Regions from separate parts of the Mus musculus genome. Here regions 1 and 3 are each linked to region 2. The links are chromatin contacts, called in public HiChIP or PLAC-seq and promoter capture Hi-C maps. All regions are on one chromosome and are shown on one strand. The core of a region is the stretch at or near the end of the contact, and the rest is flanking DNA. Distances in the headings are between cores, read along the strand shown.

The links. HiChIP or PLAC-seq counts read pairs in DNA pulled down with a chosen protein or histone mark. Capture Hi-C pulls out chosen DNA fragments and counts their contacts.
Region 1: a promoter capture Hi-C map of adipose tissue shows a contact between it and region 2. The contact joins the promoter of Slc7a6 here to the promoter of 4930517G24Rik in region 2. A contact is called at or near these places in 1 of 39 promoter capture datasets (liver) and 1 of 9 other capture datasets (adipose tissue).
Region 3: a FOXA1 HiChIP or PLAC-seq map of pancreatic cancer cells shows a contact between it and region 2. The contact joins the promoter of Hsd11b2 here to the promoter of 4930517G24Rik in region 2. A contact is called at or near these places in 2 of 39 promoter capture datasets (liver and pre-B cells) and 1 of 115 datasets of contacts at active chromatin or transcription factors (pancreatic cancer cells).

Annotation. Positions count from the first base shown.
Region 1 is chr8:106,167,424-106,172,183 of GRCm38.p6, reverse strand. It overlaps Slc7a6 (solute carrier family 7 (cationic amino acid transporter, y+ system), member 6), which reads right to left and starts at 3,330. Exons shown (of 10, transcript NM_178798.4): 1 at 3,230-3,330.
Region 2 is chr8:107,204,070-107,208,470 of GRCm38.p6, reverse strand. 4930517G24Rik (RIKEN cDNA 4930517G24 gene) reads right to left here and starts at 3,141. Exons shown (of 3, transcript NR_166499.1): 1 at 2,882-3,141.
Region 3 is chr8:105,517,051-105,521,756 of GRCm38.p6, reverse strand. It overlaps Hsd11b2 (hydroxysteroid 11-beta dehydrogenase 2), which reads right to left and starts at 3,011. Exons shown (of 5, transcript NM_008289.2): 1 at 2,628-3,011. The coding sequence starts at 2,892.

The DNA.
Region 1 (4,760 bases), core at 2,081-4,580, 1.0 Mb after region 2:
ATCCCAGATCCCTGCTATTTCTTCATAAAAATTTAATAAGGAAAACTACCATATTCAATTTTTAAAGAAAAAAGTAACTCAATATAAAAATGCAATTACAAAGAAAGGTGTCAATATATTTATTGTAGCTTTTTTCTTTTCTTTTCTGGTATTTTTTTTTAAACTGGATATTTTCTTTATTTCCATTTAAATTGTTTTCCCCTTTCTAGATCTCCCCTTCGGAAATCCCCTACCTATCCTATCCGCCCTCCCCTGTAGCTTTTTTTTTTTTTTTAAGTTAAAAAAATTGTCTTTCTTTTTATGGAGACTATCAGCTAACTTAGATATAATTTACTTCCAGTCACAGTGGATAAGATATTCTTATTTCAACAGTATGTGCTAAACAGTCTTTTCTAGGGCTCCGGTTTTCCGCTTGTTTTGTTTCTTTTTCTTGAGACAGGATCTCTCAGTTGCAGCTCAGGCTAACCTGGGATTCATTACATAGCCCAGGGGGCCTTGAACTCTCTAACTCTCAGCCTCCTAAGTAATGATTAGACATCATATCTTAAATTATAAGTCACCAGAAATTACTCTTTAGAAAACATAAAATAGGGGGCTGGTGAGATGGCTCAGTGGGTAAGAGCACCCGATTGCTCTTCCGAAGGTCCAGAGTTCAAATCCCAGCAACCACATGGTGGCTCATAACCATCCGTAACAAGATCTGACTCCCTCTTCTGGTGTGTCTGAAGACAGCTATAGTGTACTTACATATAATAATAAATAAATCTTTAAAAAAAAAAAAAAAAAAAAGAAAACATAAAATAGAAAACAAAATTGTGGCTCAGGCCTATAATCCCAGCACTTGGGATGCTAAAAGTCGTCCTCAGTTACAGAGTCTGAGGCCAGCCTGGGCTACATGAAACTCTATCTTGAAAAAAAATTAAAAATATAAATGCATAATTTATTTACTAATAACATGTGTTATGTTTCATAACACTATGATTTTTAAGCCCTTTTACTAGCATCATTGTTACAAAGTATGCAAATTCTACAGATTCCAGCCAGGCAGTGGTGGCACACGCCTTTAATCCCAGCACTCAGGAGGCAGAGGCAGGAGGATTTCTGAGTTCAAGGCCAGCCTGGTCTACAGAGTGAGTTCCAGGACAGCCAGGGTTATAGAGAGAAACCCGGGTCTCAGAAAAACCAACCAAACAAACAAACCCTACAGATTCCTTTTTATAAATCATTAAAACAAAACAAAAAAAAAAAAGCAAATAAAGAACAGAGTGGTAATAGTCACCTGTCCAAACTAAATAAAAATTCACATTTTTTTAAAGTTGTTTGATCACAAATGGGTCGGGTACCAAAGAGAAAATTATTCCTTACTTCAAGGAATTACTTCTCTGTTTTGGCCATTCAATCTCTACAACAAAGAATAAATTCTTAGCTACTTATCAAAAAAATATTAACTTATAGAAAGCATTAGGATACTATTTCCTCTTGTAAGGAGGCAGAGGCAGGAAGATCTCTGAGTTCAAGGTCAGCATGGTGAGTTCCAGGACAGCCAGGGCTACACAGAGAAACCCTGATTCTAAGAGCATCATTTACACAACTTTTATAGAACATCTCCACACTCTAGAATTTCCTCTACCAAGAAACTTAGCAGACCAGCCACATAAATGAAACATGCTTTTGGTTTAAAAAAAAGGGGGGGGGGGCAGGGACAGGCTGATCTCTGAGTTCAAGGCCATCCTTGTCTACAGAGAAGAGTCCAGCCAGGGCTAAACACAGAAGCCCTGTCTCCAGTGGGGAAGGGTATGGAGAGGGGATCAGGCTTATGGTTTCCATCTTTGTCTCTCTTTTTCTCTTTGGTTCGAGGTGCTAGAAATGAAACCCACTTGCATGGCAAGTACTGCCTTCTCTCTCCACCAGGGTGGTGATTTTTCCACACATTTGCCAGGAAAGAAAAATCAAATATAACTCAAGTAAACAGCCTAAGACCCATGTCGGGAAGCAAAAGCTATCTGTATGAAATCACAATGGAACTTGAACAAAATAGGAAGCCTGGGTAGATTCCTCAAGGACCTCACCAGGTAAAGAAGTAAAAATGACCCCAGGAAGCAGTTGCAGACTTTAAAATCTGCTCCCCCTAAGTCTTTAAATCCGAGATCGATTGGCTCTCAGATATAAGGAGCCAAACAGCTGAGCATATATAGCCTGTTAGATGAGCTGCCCAAAACTGAGAGGGGTCGTTCTCCCCGCCCCCCAATAACAGCGGAGATTGCATTCTCTCCAACACATAACCCAGTGATCTCGATTGGTTCCCCAAGACTTGTTAAATTAGGTGTTTTCTATTTATACTGACCCATTACACAACGCGGTGACCAGCCTTTTGGCTTGGTGTGCAGAGTAACAGAAATTTTCCGAACATTTCCCAAATATTTCCTGATAATTGTGACATGAGATGGTCCAATGAGACGACAAAATACAGGAGACACTCAAAAGAGTAAGAGCACCGTGTTCCCAAACGCCAATACCTCAGCACTCTAAAAGTCCCAACCGGAGTCAGAGGTTTCAACAGCCCCCAAGAAGCTGCATTCCTGCATTCACACACCCGCCCTGCTGTCTCTGCCCTCCTCACACACAACGGCTTCTTCCTCCTCCTCCTCCTCCTCCTCCTCCGCCACCTCTCAGTGCTCCAGGGAGGTTCACCCAGGCTCGCACGGTCACGGACTGCGAAGGGCTCAGTCCTTCAGCCTTCACGCCCGCTTCTCTCACACTCAAACCTCCTTCACCGTCTCCGTCTCTCTCAGGGTCGCACACACTCCAGAGCCACCCTCACGCCCACGGTTTTCCTCCTCGCACTCTGGGTTTTTCCGTCTACACACACACACAAACAAACACACACACACACACACACACACACACACACGGCCCCTTACACTCACCATCTCACAGTTTTTCACAAACAGTCCCCCTTACACTCGGGATCTTGCACACTCACAAAGCCACCCTCGGGGTCTCTCTCCCCACACACGCGCCCGCGCGCGCGCCTGCGTCTTCCTCACACGGCGGTCCACTCCAGGGATCCACGCTCCCGGCGTCCTCTTCTCAGCCGCCGCGTCTCTCCCGCGCCCTCCGCCCCACGCGGTTTCCGGCCCCGCATCCAGCACGCGGCCACGGAGGCCACGCAAGAGTGTTCGGCCGCACACCAGAACGACCCCGAGCCGAACCGGAGCCAGCCCCTCACCTCCTCGGCCTCGCCAGCTACCTCCTCGTGGCCCGGAGCTTCCAGGATGCTCGGTCGCGCCGTCGCCCCGGCGGCCGCTCAAGCCCCGCCCACGCCACGTCACTCGCACCGGATCGCGACAGCGCGCGCCGCCAGGGGACCCGGCTCGGAGCGGGGGCCCCAGGCGGCGTTGCTTCCGGGCACTGGAGCACGCCGGGGCCCTGGGCGATCCGCGTACCGTTACGGAGCAGCCTCCAGCAGGCCGCGCCCGGACTCTCCCCGCGGGCTGTGACTGGGGTGCGGTCACCCTCACCTGGGATGGACACTCCCCGGCTCCCCACGCAGTCACTTGAAGCCTCTGGGGCTCCACGTGAGGATGCTGCTGCTTGGAGCTCTAACGGGCCCACACACACCTTCTCCTCCTTGGCCTTTGGGGACTGCACGCCCAGTGGGACCCCAGACAGTTGACACAAAGAGCTCTGGACCGCCTCCCTATCTAGATAACTGCCTCCCTTCAGCCCGGGAACCCAGGAAGAAATACACTCCCGGGACCGGTGCTCTGACACTCAGTTCAGACTCCATTAGACCCAGGAAGGCTGCCACTTCTGGCTCTCTTCGCTTTGTCCTGGTCTCCCCCGACCCTGCTGACACCCCTCTTGGGGATGCTGGGACATCCTGACCTTTTCTTCTCCCGTTGGTTGCTCCTCTATCTCCTTTTAGGTTATCTTTTTCCTCTAGTGGCGCTGGCGTTCATTCTAAGACTTCCTGCCTTTTATATTCCACCGGACCTTCTAACAACTGACCAGTCTGGCAGGGATAAATATAGTCTAACGAGACAGTTGTGCTTTTCTCGTAGGCTATCAGACTTTAAAAACAAAACAAAACAAAAAAAAAAAAAAAAAAACAAAAAACAAGAACAAAAAACCCAAGAAATCAGTATTTCCTCCAGGAATAGCCTGCTAGGAGATCAAGTGGACGAAACATCTAAAGGAGGAACATATCTCCTGGCTAAATATTTACAACTTGTCAGATACCTTGAAAGAAACAGACTTGGGAGTTTGTTTGCAAGGGACCCCATTCTTTCTGCATTTCTCGCTTAAGATTTAAACCTTATTGAGAGATAAGTAGTGTGCCGGGCAATAGTGCCCATACCTTTAATCTCAGCATTCAGGAGGCAGTGGGAAGTCACTCTATGTGAATTCGAGGCCATCCTGGTCTACAAATCGAGTCCAGGACAGCCAGGGTTCTGTTACACTTAAACTTTGGAAAAACCAAATAATTAACTAAACCTCTCCTAAAGTGCTCTCCTTCCTCCTTCCTGATGAATGAAAAAAACAGGGACATGATCACTCCTAGGTATGGTTGAAGAGAAGGTTTTTTGTTTTTTGTTTTTTGAGACAGGGTTTCTCTGTATAGCCCTGGCTGTCCTGGAACTCACTCTGTAGACCAGGCTGGCCTCAGACTCAGAAATCCACCTGCCTCTGCCTCCCAAGTGCTAGAATTAAAGGCATTGCACCACCACTGCCCGGCGAAGAGAAGGTTTTTATTGTAG
Region 2 (4,401 bases), core at 1,892-4,391:
AAGGCATGTGCCACCATGCCTGGACCTTTAGGGGCTTTAGCCACCATGAGTTTATAATACATTAGGTACAGGAGGGAAGAGAAAACCACTTGCACTGTGTATGCCCACGTGAAAAAGAGTCCACAGGCTTTTGTTTGTCTTGCTACCAAAAAGGACCAAGCTACAATCACCCCTCTCACCTGGACCTCTCACCCACCCCTGCTCTAACACCCTCCTCTCTATGGATACCAGCTCTAAGAATGCCAGCAGCATCCTCCTCTCTATGCTCCTCTGTCACAGTGTAATAAAAACCCAACTTCCACTTCCTTGAAAGGCTTATATAGGATGTGATCCTATAGGATGTGTGCCATCTCCCGTCTTCCCATTCCTCACTCTGTCCAAGTCTACTGTTTCTCTGTTCCTTAAGCAGGTCAACCATTCAAGTCTCAGAGCCTTCGCAATAGCTGTCCCCTCAGCCTGAAGTCCTCCAAGTGGCTACTATCTTTTGAATACTGTAGCCTCGGCTCACCAATGGGGGATAGGTTGCAAGATCCGCAGAGGGAGTCTAAAGCATCAGACAGCACCAAATCCTATGTGTGTTTTTCCTATCTCTCCATAGGAATAATTTACAAAGAGACTGATAATAACCATTAATAAGATCGAACAAATGTCACAGTATACTGTGATCAAAGCTGCAGAACGGTGGGCTCCCTCAGAATGGCTGCCAAGGGATCAGCAGGTAGGTGGCACAGCCACACAGCATGGGCACACTGTGTGGGAGCATGGGCCATGAGCTGGCATTGTGTGACATTTTTTTCATGTTCCTCAGAATAATACCCAATGCAAACATTGTAAGTTGTCTATTCCTAGAATGTTATGTTGCATTTCTTTCACAGCCGACCTTTAACTGGCTACAGAAAGTGAGGTGGAGAGCGGGCAGGTAAGTGAGCCGGAAAGCAGGTCTCTGTCCCAGTTGTGAATTCTCAGAGACCTTTCTCATCACGTCCCTACCACGGCAACCCTGGTCATTCCACACTACATTACTTTCATCTTTGTATTTTCTACTTTCTACAATTACCAGTGTTTGGGTGTCTGTCTCATCACCACATGCCTCCAGGTGCCAAGAACACAGCCTGGTGCACAGCAGGTACACAGCCCTGTCTGTTAATTGACCTACCCCTTCATCTTGCCATGGAAGCAAAACCTGATGACGTCAAGGTCAAAGTCTCTGTTCATATTAGAGTGTCTAATATGTGAGTGTCTAGACAGTCCTTTTTATTTTTGGCATTTTTGGCAAAGTGACTTTCTGCTGGAATTTAACAAAACCAGACAACGCCTGTCTCCCTAGAACCTGCTCCTTGGAAATAGGGCCACCTCTCCTTGAAGCTACAGAGACTCTGGTTGCCCGGCTTCTGTGTAATAGAGAGACAGAGATAAGACAAAGAGCTTACAAATCCCTCTGGAATAGCCTGATGCCTGAAAGAGAGGCGTGGTGCGGTCCTGGAGCCTTCACCCAGAGGCAGCCTTAGCTAGAAACGTGCCTAGACACATGGACTGATTCAGACAGGAGCCAAGCAGGGCGCACTGACCCAACCAGTGCTAGGAATCTTAAAAACCAGACTGAAGGAAATCTAGGGTAGAATATAGGGGGACAGGAAGGGCCTTTCCTTATTTTCCTTAACCCAACAGTTTCTCATTTTTGTCCCCAAACTGGGACAGAATTCAGGGCCTTGAACCTGTTGAGCTACGCACTCCTGGCCTCTACAAAGAGTCCTAACCCACTAGGAGTTAAATGCTCCGATTGAGGCGCAGAGGGGAGAGAGAAGAGGTGACCCCTCTTCTCAATCAAGGTTGTAATAACATCTGTGCCCCAAAAGGTTAAGAACGTGGTTGTGGAAGGCACATAATTAGGCTAACTAGTCACCATCCTAAACATGACCCAAAACTGCCACAGTCACGAGAAAGGAAAAGTGTTCCACCATCCAAAGAAAACAAAGCTACTTCCAACAGGAATTGGCTGTCATAGTCTCTGCACTCGGAAAAAAAAAAAAAAAATCAACAGAGTATCCGCCCAGCCTGCCCAAGGCCCATCCCTTCCATCCCTTAAGCACAGGTCTCCAGGGAAGGCAGTGTTCCTTTGTTTTCCAGTCTGTGGGCAACTGGCTGGGCGTGGAGCCAGAGGTGAGGGACCTGTGTGGAAGAGAATCCTGCAGGGTGCTGAGCCTTGCAGGCTAGAAGCTGCCCACGGGTGGGCTCGGGCTTTGCCTGGACAGAGATACCCAAGAGCCCACAGAACAGGGGGGACAATGCGTCTGCTGCAGAGGCAGCGCCCTGGCCTGCTTTCTTCCCGCAGCTCCTGCCAGGGATCTGGGCAGCATTCCTGCCCCCGCGTTCCATCCAGCACCGCAGTCTTACTCATGGGCCTTGGTGCTTTTAGAAGTCGTTTGGGGACCTTTCAAAATTGGCACGGCCATGTTTTCTCCCTGGGGGCCCCCCTCAGCTTTCAGAAGCTGCTCTGCTACGTTGGTATACAGGGACACTCCCTTCCTCTGACCCTTCTTGGCTTTGGAAGAGGAGGACCTGGGAGGTGGCAGATGTCCCAATAAAGGCTGGAAGGAGCCCCGTGAGTGCTCGGGCGGTTGAGCCAGAGAGCTGCGCCAGCACTCGGGGTAACCTCCGGGGAGGGCGCAGTCCACACACATCCTGGCTTCCAAGAGCAGGCCTTGGGTGTCTGCCCATTATCAGACTCTCCGGCTCAACCCTAGGCTTTGAGCCCCAGAGGGGTGTCCCTCAGCGTGGAGTTGTCCTTCTGTACTTGCATTAATACACCCCCAGGGGTGCTTAGTATCCATTTCCAAGCTTCCCCATGGTCATGAAGGGCACCTTCATCACCAGGACTCACCCCAACTTACTGTGCACCGCTTAATTGGAAGGACATCTAGACGCCATGTCCAAAAGTGCACACACTCATTCCTTTCGTTAAAGTCGGCCTCTTTCAGGATCCTATTCTGTCTTCACACCCAGTGTGAAGTCACGAGGGGCTGGGACGATACACAGTCTCTTTCTTCTTCACAGGGGCTTGGCAGCCTTCTCTTCTCCACTGTAGACCTCGGGGAGTGCTTGAATGGGGCCAATGCCAACTGCCTCTGTAGATGTCAGACTCACGCATGCGCACTGTGCACTGAAGGCCCCCATTGCCTAAGCCCCTGTCCCACTGGCTGACAGGTGGGTGCCCTGATGGGTGTCCACACAGAGGAGAGGCTGAGCGGAGGACAGGATGCAGTAGGGAGCTTGCTCAATGTGGAAGCCCCCTTTGGAAGCCCTCCTCCACAGTTCTTCCTGGAGATCGCTCACACCTTGCCCCTACACCCCTTTTCAGATCAGGATAGTATTGGCTGCCCCTCCACCGACCCTGAACTGCTTCATTATGACTTGAGACAAATTTTCCCTAGACCCTCCCTACACTCTGCACTTGGTACCATCATTAAACTGCCCTTGGGGCGATCCAGTTGTTGCTTTCCAGGACCAATTCCGGGCTGGCCTGTCTTAGGTACTCCACACCCTGCTTTGAATAGGTGATTTTTTTTTTTTTTTTTACTTTAGTGCAGTACTTGCAGGGGAGTTGAATCCAGGGTCCTGAGCATCCCAGGTAAGCTCCTGTTGTCACTGAGCTATATCCCAGTCTCGAAGCATGAACGACAGAGAAGGATGGTTGAGCCCGGAGAGATGTGATGGCTCACCTATTGAGACGGCTTTTTGTAACTCCAGCACCAGGAGACCCAACACTCTCTTCTAGCCTCCTCAGGCACCCACACATGTGGGCATACCAGCACACAGACAACATACACAAAATTAAAATAGCTTTGAAAAGGAGAATGCTATCCCGGCATGGTGGTAGACAACTTTAACCCCAGCACTCAGGAGACAGAGGCAAGCAGCTCTCTGTGAGTTCAAGGCCAGCCTGGTCTAGAAAATGAGTTCTAAGACAGGCAGGGCCACATAGACAGACACTGTCTAAAAATAAAGTGTTGTGCTTCTATTCATATATCATAAAATTCACCCTTTTAAGAATACACTGTAGGAGCTGGGCATGGTGGCACACACCTTTAATCCCAGCACTTGGGAGGCAGAGGCAGGTGGATTTCTGAGTTCGAGGCCAGCCTGGTCTACAGAGTGAGTTCCAGGACAGCCAGGGATATACAGAGAAACCCTGTCTCGAAAAGCCAAAAAAAAAAAAAAAGGCCCTACAGTGTAGGGCCTTTGCTATACTTAAACAGCCATGACCACTAACTGAAGCCTTCATCCCCCTATATTCACAAGCAGTCCCTAGCAACATGACCCTTCCATCCCTGTCAAGTCCAATTTGTCCCAATCTGTGTCTGAACTTGACTATTCTGGACATGTCACATAAGTCGGATCATA
Region 3 (4,706 bases), core at 1,762-4,261, 1.7 Mb after region 2:
CCAGATGCCATCATCCTGGCCGTACTCAACCTGAGTACTTCTGCAGCCTCAGTTGCTCCTACTATTGTTCCAGACTCAACTTGGAGCCCGTTCCCAACTCCCCCTTGATCTCTGCCCTTGGAATTCCAATCATTGACTTCGGACGTATGTATACATTTGCTGAGCCCCAGATCACTTTTCCTCTCAGGCTAGGAACCATGCATGGTAAGTGAAGAAAACAGACCTGCATTGGAATCCCTTCCCACACCACTAAGTGTGACCCAAGGTCGGTGACTACCCATGGAGTCTTCATTTTCTTGCCCTTGGTATGCAGAGATAAGAACCACCAGGCAAGGCCCCAGTGTGGGGGTCCCTGGTACTGATAAGCCCTTGCTTCCTTGATGGTTTCCATGCTGATCCTGGCTCTGTGGGTGGCCAGTGAGAGGATGAGGAGGGCCAGTGGGGGAGGGGAGTCTGTGGAGCTGCCAGCCCCGAGGTCCTGCTGTGCAGAAAAGCTGCTTTGCAGCCCAGCTTCCCCACTCCTGGACAAACAGCACCCCTCCTCGTCTCAGCCCCTCCCCCCTGAGCTGAGAAGAGAACAAAGCTGGTTGGGGGCTGCAAACCGGGCTTTGTGTAGCTGGGGCCTGCTAGTCTGTGTTGAGGGGTCCTTCCCAAGCAAATCTGACTGGGGGAAGGGAGTGTGTGTGCACACACATGCACTCTTGCTTCTGCTTCCTTTTGGAGGAGACAGAACTTTACTAAAAGCCTCCCAGAAACTCAGCTCCGGGGTCCTTACCCTCTTGCTCACCTGTAAACCTGCCTGCATGTTCACACACGAGCTTGACCCCTGTCTCCCTTCAGCACGAAGACACATACATAATGCATGCACACAAGGTACCAAGTCACACAGCCCAGACATGACAGCATGGCTGAGCTTGTGGCCTAGGTTTGACAAACAATTCTTGGGCATTCTTGGGGAGGGATGAGTGTAGGCAGAAAGCGCAGTGTTCTTGGCAGGTGGGTCAAGAACCGGTCACTTAAGTGCTCTTGCTGCTTGGTGGTGACTCGGAAAACCCCAGAGTTTTCAGGCATCAGGAAGCTAGAAGCCAACTTCCAGTGCTTACACGGGAGTAGGCTGGGGCCAAATTCTCTTCTCCCAAACACTGAGGTTTGCAGAGATGGAAGGAGCCTGGGGCACAGAAAGCATCCCTCTTCTCACCTCTTGCTCAGGCTCAAGACTAGACCAGTAGCAAAGACCTGAGGTGAGATCTCAGGATGCCCCAGCTGTATCAGTAGAACCTGAAGTGGCATAGGATCTGGTGAAAGCCGCTCACACAGGACAGGAAGAGATCTGTTCCATGTTTGAAGGCAGAGCCTATAACGAGTCCCTGCTTCATTTCAAGGGAATTCAGTAGCTTTCCTTCCTCAGGCTCCTGAAAGGGGGGGGGGGGGGGGGCTTGCCGTGGCTTCACACTCACTCTGGAAGTCTCTTCCATATCACCTGAGTCCTACTCAACCTCCACCCTCTCTTCCGAAGCCATATCACCTTAGTGCAATCTGGTTTCTCACCTGACATTCGGGTCTCCTCCCAAGGAAACTTCACATCCCCCCCCCCCCCCAGCCAGACTGGTTATTGACTGTCCCCTTCCCAAACCGTGCTTATTTCTTTCTGTCTTAAACCTTTGTCTCACGCCCTTTCTAGGATCCAAGACACCTTTCAGATTCCACCTGTCACTACCCAACTCCCTCCAAGGTCCAGTTCAAGGATTTCCTCCTAAAGTCTCCCGGCCCTATCCTATCATGCAGACCACCCATAAAGGACCAAGACCTCCAAGAAGCCATGGTGGTTGGGGGAGAAACAGCTGCCCCTCCCCCCATGCAATGGACCAATGCCCCCTGGCCTTCCTCCCCCTCCCCATTTCCTGCTGGGTCTGCAGCCCCCCTCCCCTCCCCTTCCCTCCTGATGACAGATTTATTCCCTGCTCCAGACAAAGAAAGCACAGGCAGGCACTAGAGACACCTGAGTCCAGCTCTCTGAGGACCCTTTCCTGGGCACCCAGGGCTGGGCAGGATGAGGTGTTAGGTGTAGACTGCAGGCGGCTGCAGTTTTGGCAGTGGGTAGCTGGATCTAAGAAGCAGCTACTCTCCAGCTGCTGTGAACTCAGGCGGTTCTGAACTCCAAGGATTCCAGCCAGAGGAGGTCGGGGAGCAGAACTCACCATCTAAGCACTCTGCCCCCAGAGAATAGCAGATACTGTGTTCTAGTGATGTGGGGGATGTCAGGCAGAGTTCAAGAGATGGCATTATCCCCGTCTCGGGTCTTCTGAAGTCCCCTAAAGTACTGTCTTCTGCTCCACACCTGATCTCTTAAGGAGCTCAGCATAAACTAAGTTTCTCCTCTTTCAGTCACTAGTTTCCTTTGAGCACCTGCCCACTCTCTACTTTCTCACCAATAATCCTCGCGGTCGCAGGTAGTTAACCCAGACTTGGTGAGGTGCCCGGAGCTTCCTACTTGGCTCACTTTCTTGCGTTTAGAGAAGGACTCTTACGTCTGAGCTGCGGAGTTCCCCTTGATGGCGCCCAAGGGAAACCCTCTAGGTGTGCGGTCCCGCCCTCCAGCCTGGAGTCCCTGCGCTCTGCACACTCACCGGTGATGAGCACCGCGCGAGTGGCCACCGGCAGGCGAGGAGGGCGCGCTAGGCGGGACAACGCGATCCAGCCAGCACCAGCCAGCACCACGAGTGCCGCCGGCGGGGGCAGCAGGCGCTGGCACAGCCAGTCGAGAGCAGCCAGCAGGGCCAGTGCCGCCAACAACGGGCGGCCCAGACGCAGGTCTGAGCGCAGCAGCTGCAGCAGCGCGCGGGCAGCCACCAGCAGCCAGGCGCCGCCCGACGGCCAAGGCCAGCGCTCCATGACTTCGGGGCCGGGCTGGGGCGGGGCGGGGGCCTGGTTGGGGAGCGCCGAGAGGGACTCGAGGCTAGGACACGGAATGCAGAGGAACACCGGCCTGGGGTGGGAGGGATACTCGCTTTCTTTGCGGGGTCCTCGGACCCAGCTTATAAAGCGCCCTGGGGGCGGGGTTGGGGCGGTGCGAAGGCGGGGCTAGGGTGGGGCTTTCCTCCACTTCTATCTTAGCACCCCACGCCAGGCAGGTGCCCCCCCGCCCAGCCCCCCTGTCTAGATCCGTTTTCGAAGAAGCCGGAACAAAGTCCCCAAGTTGCATGAGGCGGAGCCGTCAGTCGCCAGCTTCGCCCGGGAAAGGGCCAGTCTGCCCAACCCTGTGCCTTACATCTCATTCACTCCTGTGCGCCTATTGGCATGCCAAGGACTCTGAGCCTCCGAGCTCAGGAGTGCACATCCTGCTCACGCTTCCTCAGGGATACTTAACACACACATACCACCAACATCAGCACCACCACCACCAACTTTCATTCAAGTATTCCACATTGCTGTGGCTGTGACTGCCATGACTTCCAGAACACTGCATGGAAGCAGCCAGAGTCTGCTGCCAGCCACACCCGCCCCCGCATGCAGTGCCAGGCATGGCCTTAGGTCCCTGGTACACACGCCCAAATGTGCACTCTCACCTGGGTAGTTCTCAGCCACAGCTAGGAGAGAAGGGGGGTTCTGTTTCACTTCATTTTCTTCCATAGTCTAGAACTGGGGATGGAGGGAGAGGAAGGAGGAGGAGGAGAGAGACATACATACAGAGAGACAGAAACACACAGAGAAAGACAGAGATGGAAAGGTCAATGAAGGCATCAAGGTCTCCTTTTTTCTTTAGCTTCATCTACCCCCTCCCCAGGAACCAGTTAATGGGAAGACCTGGGAGAAGGGTCAGGACAGGGTGGTCCCTGATCTGCTACACTGAGTCCCCAGGGGATGAATTAAGTAGTGTGTGGGTGCATTTCCCTCCCTGTGTGTATGAAGGTCCTTGTTTGTGTGTGGCCTGGCACCCTGCGCCACCCCCGTGTCTGGCAACCTGTGCCTAACATGCATGCCAGGGCTCTGGCAGGCACTGGGGGTTAAGTGCAGAGCGAGGAGCAAAGCCGAGCTGTGGAGATCCCTACGTCTGTGAACCCCCAGACCTTCCCCCCTTGACACACACACCTCCCCATTCCTCATCTCTATCCTTTCTAGGTCCTGAGAGGGTCATAGATTCCTTATCACAGCTCTCTGTCCTGCGGTTCATTCTCTTCCCTGTATCCAGAATCCGGTCCAGTGTTTCATGTAAACACTCAAAGCCCTCCCTTCCATCCGGGTGTGGGTTCCTGAAGAGCCAGTGAACTCTTCGGGAAGGAGCTGGTGTCCAGACTCTCTTGAGAGGAAGAACTCTGCATGAAGACCCCTGTTCCCCACTCAGAGTCACTCCTCTGTCCCCACTCAGAGTCACTCGTGTGTTTCCATCCACCCATCCTCTGTCTATAAATATGGACAATGGTGGAACCCTGGCCTGGGTGTCAGGACTTGCCTGAGTAAGCTGTGTGTCCCTGACCTTGGGTGTGTGGCTTTGAGTTCTTTTATATCTGTGTCTATGGGGTTCTATGCCCTGTGTCATGTATGACCTTATGTGTGCTTGCACATAAGTGTGTATGTGCTACGTGTGCTTCCTATAGCTTCTGTCTCCTCTTCTTGCTTCTAGGAACTCAGAGAAACAATCCTTTTCTAAACCCACTGACTCCGGTTGTTCTGAGTCAATTGTCCAGGTCAAGAAATGAATGACATGC